2 separate regions of the Muntiacus reevesi genome follow, and region 1 is linked to region 2. A link is a contact called in public Hi-C data. All regions are on one chromosome and are shown on one strand. The core of a region is the stretch at or near the end of the contact, and the rest is flanking DNA. Distances in the headings are between cores, read along the strand shown. Region 1 holds the start of NAA40 (N-alpha-acetyltransferase 40, NatD catalytic subunit). Region 2 holds the start of ZFTA (zinc finger translocation associated).

Region 1 (3,101 bases), core at 444-2,943, 150 kb after region 2:
ATGGCCCACTTTGCTCCAGCCCATTGTGCCGTGTGTAGTTCCTCAAACATTCCAATCGTGTTCCTGCTGGGGAGCTTTGGACTACCTGCACCCCCAGCCTGGAATGCCCTTCCCCTAGACAGCCGCTGTACTTTCTGCCTCCCCTTCTTCAGATCTTGACTCAAATGTCACTTCTTGTTTGCCTTCTCCGAATGTTTTAGTTAAAACTATAAATCTGGGGACTTCCCTGCTGGTCCACTGGCTAAGACTCCATGCTCCCAATGCAGGGGGCCCAGGTTCCACCCCTAGTTATCAAACTTGATCCCACATACCTCCACTAAGAGTTCACATGCTGCAACTAAAGATCTTGCAAGTCAGAACTAAAGATCCCATGTACCACAACTAAGACCTGGTGCAGGCAAATAAATAAATATTAAACAAAATAAAAACAAATTATGACTTTCTGCATCTGTCTTCCCTGTTTCATTTTCCTGCATAGAACATATATCATCCAACATGATATGTATTTTACTGGTTCATTCATTTAGTTTATTATCTGCCTCTTCCTTCTAGAACACAAGTTCTATGAGGGCAGTGCCTTTTCTGTTGTTTTCTTTGTTGCCTGCAACAGTGCCTAGCACATGATGGGCACTCAACAAATGCTGCTTGAGTGGTTGTTTGGGGGCCACCCCTGTGCTGTGCTGAGGGAAGGACAAGGAGTAAAATATGACAAAATCTCTGAGGCTTGTCTTGGGTGGCGGTTTTCTGATTTTCATGAGTAGGACCCTATCTGGGGAGCTCTTAGAAATGAATATTCTGGCTCCACCCCTGGAGATTCTGGGGTAGGCTCCAGGGCTGCACAGTGCACAGGTTCCCCAGGTGATGGTGATACAGGTCAAGTGAGGGTCACACTGGTCTGCTAGGATAGACTGAAATGAAGGATGTCCAGGACGCCAGATGTCTCAATTTCACATGACCTTCCACTCCCCATTAAACATGCCTGCCTCCCCTCTGAAGTGTAAGTTCTGGACTGGGACAGCCTGTTGTTCCTTTCTGTGCTCCCTAGGTTCTGCATAGTGTTCGTATGGTCCTCTGCAGTGCTCAGTCCTGTCCAACCCTTTGCGACCCCGTGGACTGTAGCCCACCAGGCTTCTCTCTCCATGGGGATTCTCCAGGCAGCAATACTGGAGAGAGTAGCCATGCCCCGCTCAGGTATGGTCCTAGTCAGTGTTTACTGAGAGAGCGAATGAGTGGAGGATGAATGAATGGTTAGAAGACAGATATACAGATGAATTAAAAAGAAAAAAGAAAAAGAAAAAAAAGTTAGATGGATGAATGACTCTGGTTAGAAAAGGGATTTCAAGAGTTCACGATCTAGAAGGTGGGAAATGTTCCAAACACCTCTCCTTTGCCCGAGGGTTGTCGGAGGAGCAGGTATTTCAGAGGTCGTGACGCGACGGTCGGCTGGGAAGGTGGCTGCTCCGCGGATGACCAGGTTAAGGCGGAGGAGACCCAGAGGCCAGCTCAGCGGAGGCGCTGCCACCCACCGGGTTGCCCAGCCGCGCGCTTCCCCGCGGGCTGTGAGGCCGTTGCCGTGGCTACACACACAGCCTGGGGAGACGGGGGCGGGCCCGGGCTTACGTCATTCCTAGCGCGACGCTTGCTCCGCGCCTCCCGCCTCTTTCTGGTGTGCGAGACCCTCGGCCCGCCTCCCAGGCTCTCCACCTGCGCGCCTTCCCCCGCCCGTCCCTTCGCGGGGCTCTGCGCCGGCGCGGTTCCCGCCAGGGCGCGCTGGGGAGCCCGCGAGACGCACGCGCAGTGCGGGGCCCGCCGCCGCTCCAGTGTCGCCGCTACCGCCGCCTCCCAGCCGGCAAGTGTGGGAAGGAGGAGCTGAGCGCCACCGCCGCCGTTGTCGCCATGGGGGTGAGTGAGGCAGGGAGAGGAGACGCCAGGGCTGGGAGGGCTCCCCGCTCCCCTTGCCACCCCCCCTGCGCCCCCATTGTTCCTTGAACCCCCTCTCACGTGACCCTGACCCCCTCCGGCCTCACGTGACCCCCCTCCCAGCCCCCACATGACTCGACTACCTCAGTCGAAGTGCCCCCACGCCCGGCTCAACCCTGGGAATCTCCAGGGGAGCCCCCTCTCCGGGCCCCACCCCCTCCGGTGCCCCCCGCCTCTCGCGTCGCGCCCGCCTCTGCCTTCCTCTAGGATCTGTTATCTTCTTGGCGCCCACCCCACCCCCCTGCATCCCCGAGCAGTCCCTGGGTATCCCCCCCGCCTCCGTGGGTCACCCATCACCCGGCTGTCACTAGCTTCGTGGCTTTCCATATCCTAGGCCTGCGCTGGCTTGGAGGGAACCGAGGCCCAGAGGAAACGAGGCACCCAGCCAAGGTCACAGACCCTGACTCAGGGCTCTCGAATCCCCGCCGCTGCGCTTCCCGCTACCCAGTCTCTTTCGAACCTCTCCACCAGGTTCCTCTTGCTCCAAAAACATTCTCTTCCTTATCGACAGAGGTTTGCCTTCAGGGGCCTCCCAGATGCACGCAAGTGGGTCTTATTAGTTGGGTTGCTAGTGGTATTCACACCGCAGGTGGTTTTGCTTGGGGAAGCTGTGCAGAAGGTGAGCAGGGGGCGCTGGAAGGGCACTGGTGATGGCCCCAGCCCCGGATGGATAGTGACCACCTGTTCTGCAGAAGGCAGAGGTGCTTTTTATCCGGGGCATGTGCTGATAGAAGGTTGGGCAGAAGTTACGCGCATGTTTCTGTGAGTTCACCTTCCTAAGTCCTAGTTAGAGCTGCACCTGTCACTCTCCTGAACAAGTAACTGGCCCTCCCTGGCACCACATATCTTAGTTTTTACGCGAAATTTCCACCACCTTCTAGGGAGTCCTCACTTTGGAGCCAGAGAAACTCCAGTTCCAGGCTGATCTTCCCTGACTGGTGGCATGATGTTGTGCCAGTGAGCTGGCCTTTGTGGATTTGAATTTCCTCATAGATGTGATGAGGATGATACCTCCCCTTTGAGACAGATATGAGGATTAAATGAGATAGATGTAAATAGTCACATGGGTGTCTCTTAAATAGTGGCTGTTATTTTCCCCTGTATTCTCAGCAGTTTTCTAA
Region 2 (3,117 bases), core at 318-2,817:
GGAGAACATAGGGGGAAAAGAAAAAGGGTGCCCTTCTCTAGGCGAGGCCCCAAAGGAGAATACAGCCCAACTTAAAGCAGCGGAGTCCCCAGCTCAGTTCCTCTGGAGGGAAGCCCCGGAAAGGGACCAAGGTCTGGGCAGACTTTTTAAGAGACAGCTGGTTAAGGGAGACCACCTGGGAGTCTGAAAGAGAAAGGGACGGGGGACGCAAGTCCCAACAGCCTAGAGCGCGCGCCCCGCGGCATCAGGCCAGGTCCTTCGGGGCCCCTCCAGCTCGGCCTCAGAGGCGGGGGCCGCGGGGCCCTTTAAGGGGGAGGGGATCCGCCCGAGCCCCGCGGGCCAACCCCGGGAGCTGGGCGGGGGGCTCCGCCGCTGGCCCTGCAGCCACGATCCGCGCCCGCCAGGTGGCGCCCCCGCCCGCCCTGCCCGCGTCCCCCGCTTTGTTCGGCGGCGAAGAGGGGCCCGGAGCCCGGAGCCGCAGCCCTCCCCTCCCCCACGCCGGGGCCCCCGCCCGAGCCGCCGGCCCCAGCCAGCTCTTACCGCCGTCGTCCTCCTCGGGTTCCGCGCTGCTGCTCGATCCGGCGGGCGGCAGCCGTCGGCCCCGTGCCGAGGCCGCTGCTGGCCCGGGGCCGCCCCTGCCGCCGCCGCCGCCGCCGCTCCGACTCCGGTGGTCCCCGCCAGGCTCCATGCGCTGCGCTGCGGCGCGGGGCCCCGGGGCGGCAGGGCGCGGGGCCGCGGGGCCGGCGGCAGCCGGCGCGCGGCGCTCGGTGCGCGGGGCCCCGGGGCGCGGGGCGCATGCACAGGGCGGCCGGCAGCACGGACGGCTGGCTGCTCGCTCGGCGGCGCGGGCTGGACCGGGGTGGGGATTCCTGTCTGGGGCCCCTGGGGCTCCTTTAAGGGCTCCTGGGTAAATTTAAAGGGGCCGCGCGCTATTTCCTCCTGCCAGCTCGCGGGGGGCTGGGGGGAGCGTCGGGAGGCTAAGAGCCCGACCGAGGCTCCGCAGCTGGCGCCCGCCGCGGACGTTAGGAGCACGGACCTCGCCGTCTTCGCGGGCCCGCGCTGCCGCCTGCGGGGCTCGGGTCCCGGCTCCTGGAGGGTCACCGAGGTGGCCAGGGGCGCAGCGTCCGTTGCGACGCGCTTCCACCCAGGCTCGGCTCGCAGCCACTGCCCCCTCGGGGCATCTCAGCGTCCGGCTTCCCGCACCCGCGCTGGCAAAGTGGGTCGCCCGGTGGGGAGGCCCGGGCCCCTACCAAGGGCTGCCTCCTCCCGCGCGAGCTCGGCGCGGGCCCCAGAGCGGACTCGAATGGCTGGGGCCCCAGATGGCCGCGGCCCCGCGGAGAGGGTGGAGCCGCGGGGGCGGCCGCGCCCCCTCCCGCGGGAGTCGCCGGGGAGCGCTGAGAGCTCAGGCTTCAGCCCTGGAGGGCGGACGGGCCAAGCGCCCTCGGAGCTGGCTGGGGCGGGGACCGCGGCCTTGGAGATCCGGGCCGAAGAGAGGGGGCGCGCAGGAGGCCGCGGAGAGCCGGCCGCGCCGAGGCCCGACGCCGCTGGGCGTTGGGAGCCCCAGGATGGAAGCCGGGAAGAGAGGGGGTGTGCCGCGGTCGTCTCTGGCTTTTGCCCTCGCAGGCCTGGGGGTGGCAGACGCGGTCCCGGACACTCTGGCCGGCACGAGGAGGCAAAGAACGCTGACCCCGAGCGAGGTGTCGGACACCTAGGGACGCGCCCCACCACGGCTGGGAAGCGCTGGAGCTGACCCTGCATGCGAGCCCCGGGATGCCTCGGAGCCCCCAGGTCTCGGGAGGCGCAGGAAAGGGGCCCGGAGAAGCAGCCAGGGGCTCGGCAGCCCGGGGTCCTTCCTCGAGGACCGGCTGGAGGAGCAGGTGCTTTCTTTGCCTGTGGTTGGTCGCCCACAACAAAGGCGATTCCTAGAGATCCAAATTACAGGGCGCGGGAGGCCGTGCAGGGTCTTATTATCTCGAGGTGGGTTTTATTCTCTTCTTTGGGGACGTGCCCAGCAATCCGTTAAAGTCACGCTTGACACTCATTCCTTTGCTCTCTCCACACCTACTATGTGCCAGCATGCCCCTAGGCGCTGGGCAGACAGCAGCGGGCAAGACCCACAAGTCTGATACTGACTTAGCACCCACGGCTTATGAAAAGGAAACAGTTCTGCCCCTTGGGGAGCCATGGGAAATTCTAAATTACTTGCAGCACAGGAAGCCCGTCTCCTGAATGTTTGTGAAGAGGGGCTGGGAACTAAAATTTCTGTAGTGTCTAAAAGGTGGCTGTCACCACTGGAGATGTCCCATCTCTTCCTCAGTCCCCATGATGACCTGCAAGAGACATCTCCTTGGGTGAAAACGGTCTCCCTGCTACAGGGCTGTTCTGTCCACTGCTGGCCTTCCTATGCTCCCTGACTTACTTGCGGGCAAGGGACCTGATACTGATGCAGCCCCCGATGGGCTATGTGATGGGGGATTCCCTCATTCATGCGTTCTTCACCTCTGCCAGGCTAGGGACACAAAGGTGAAAGAAGACACAGACCTGGCCTTCACATGTTCCTAAGTATGGTTTTTATTTTATATTTTTTTAAAGGTTTATTTATTTGTGCCAAGTCTTAGTTGCAGCCCAAGGGGTCTAGTTCCCCGACCAGGGATCGAACCTGGGCCCCTTGAATTGGGAGCACAGAGTCTTAGCCACTGGACCAGGAGGGAAGTCCCCCAAGTATGTTTTAAAAAAAAAAAAAAAAAAAATTAGGAAGATAGCCCATGCTCAGGGCTGACCACTGTGAGCCGCTTTTGATAAATGTCTTTCTGGTTCTTTTTCTCCGAGTATATATAGGATAATCTTATTCGTTATCAACTAAAACGTACGGACACCACCTAGAGGCGTTTTTAACAACCTCTGGCTCCGATCCTTGCTCCCATTTTCGAGCCTGGCTTCAGGACCAGCTCCAAGTCCATGGTTCCAAGCCATCTTCCACCCACATTTAATCCTCACAGCCATCCACAAAGCAGCTTTGCTTTGCAGATGAAGAAACAGGAGACTTAGAGTCTAGAGTCTCACTCAAGGCCATTCGTTCATTTGCTTATCCAGTTATTCAGAAAGCATTGACTGAGC

What was found. Hi-C and Micro-C count contacts between places; a contact is called where the count stands out from the background.
Region 1: a contact with region 2 is called in a Hi-C map of blood, with 4 times the contacts expected there. The contact joins the promoter of NAA40 here to the promoter of ZFTA in region 2. A contact is called at or near these places in 2 of 3 Hi-C or Micro-C datasets (blood and muscle).

What each region holds. Positions count from the first base shown.
Region 1 is chr5:40,095,110-40,098,210 of mMunRee1.1, forward strand. NAA40 (N-alpha-acetyltransferase 40, NatD catalytic subunit) reads left to right here and starts at 1,694. Exons shown (of 8, transcript XM_065937600.1): 1 at 1,694-1,902. The coding sequence starts at 1,897.
Region 2 is chr5:39,945,461-39,948,577 of mMunRee1.1, forward strand. ZFTA (zinc finger translocation associated) reads right to left here and starts at 1,568. Exons shown (of 5, transcript XM_065937591.1): 1 at 541-1,568. The coding sequence starts at 688. The region is part of intron 1 of LOC136169673 (a long non-coding RNA gene); the gene reads left to right.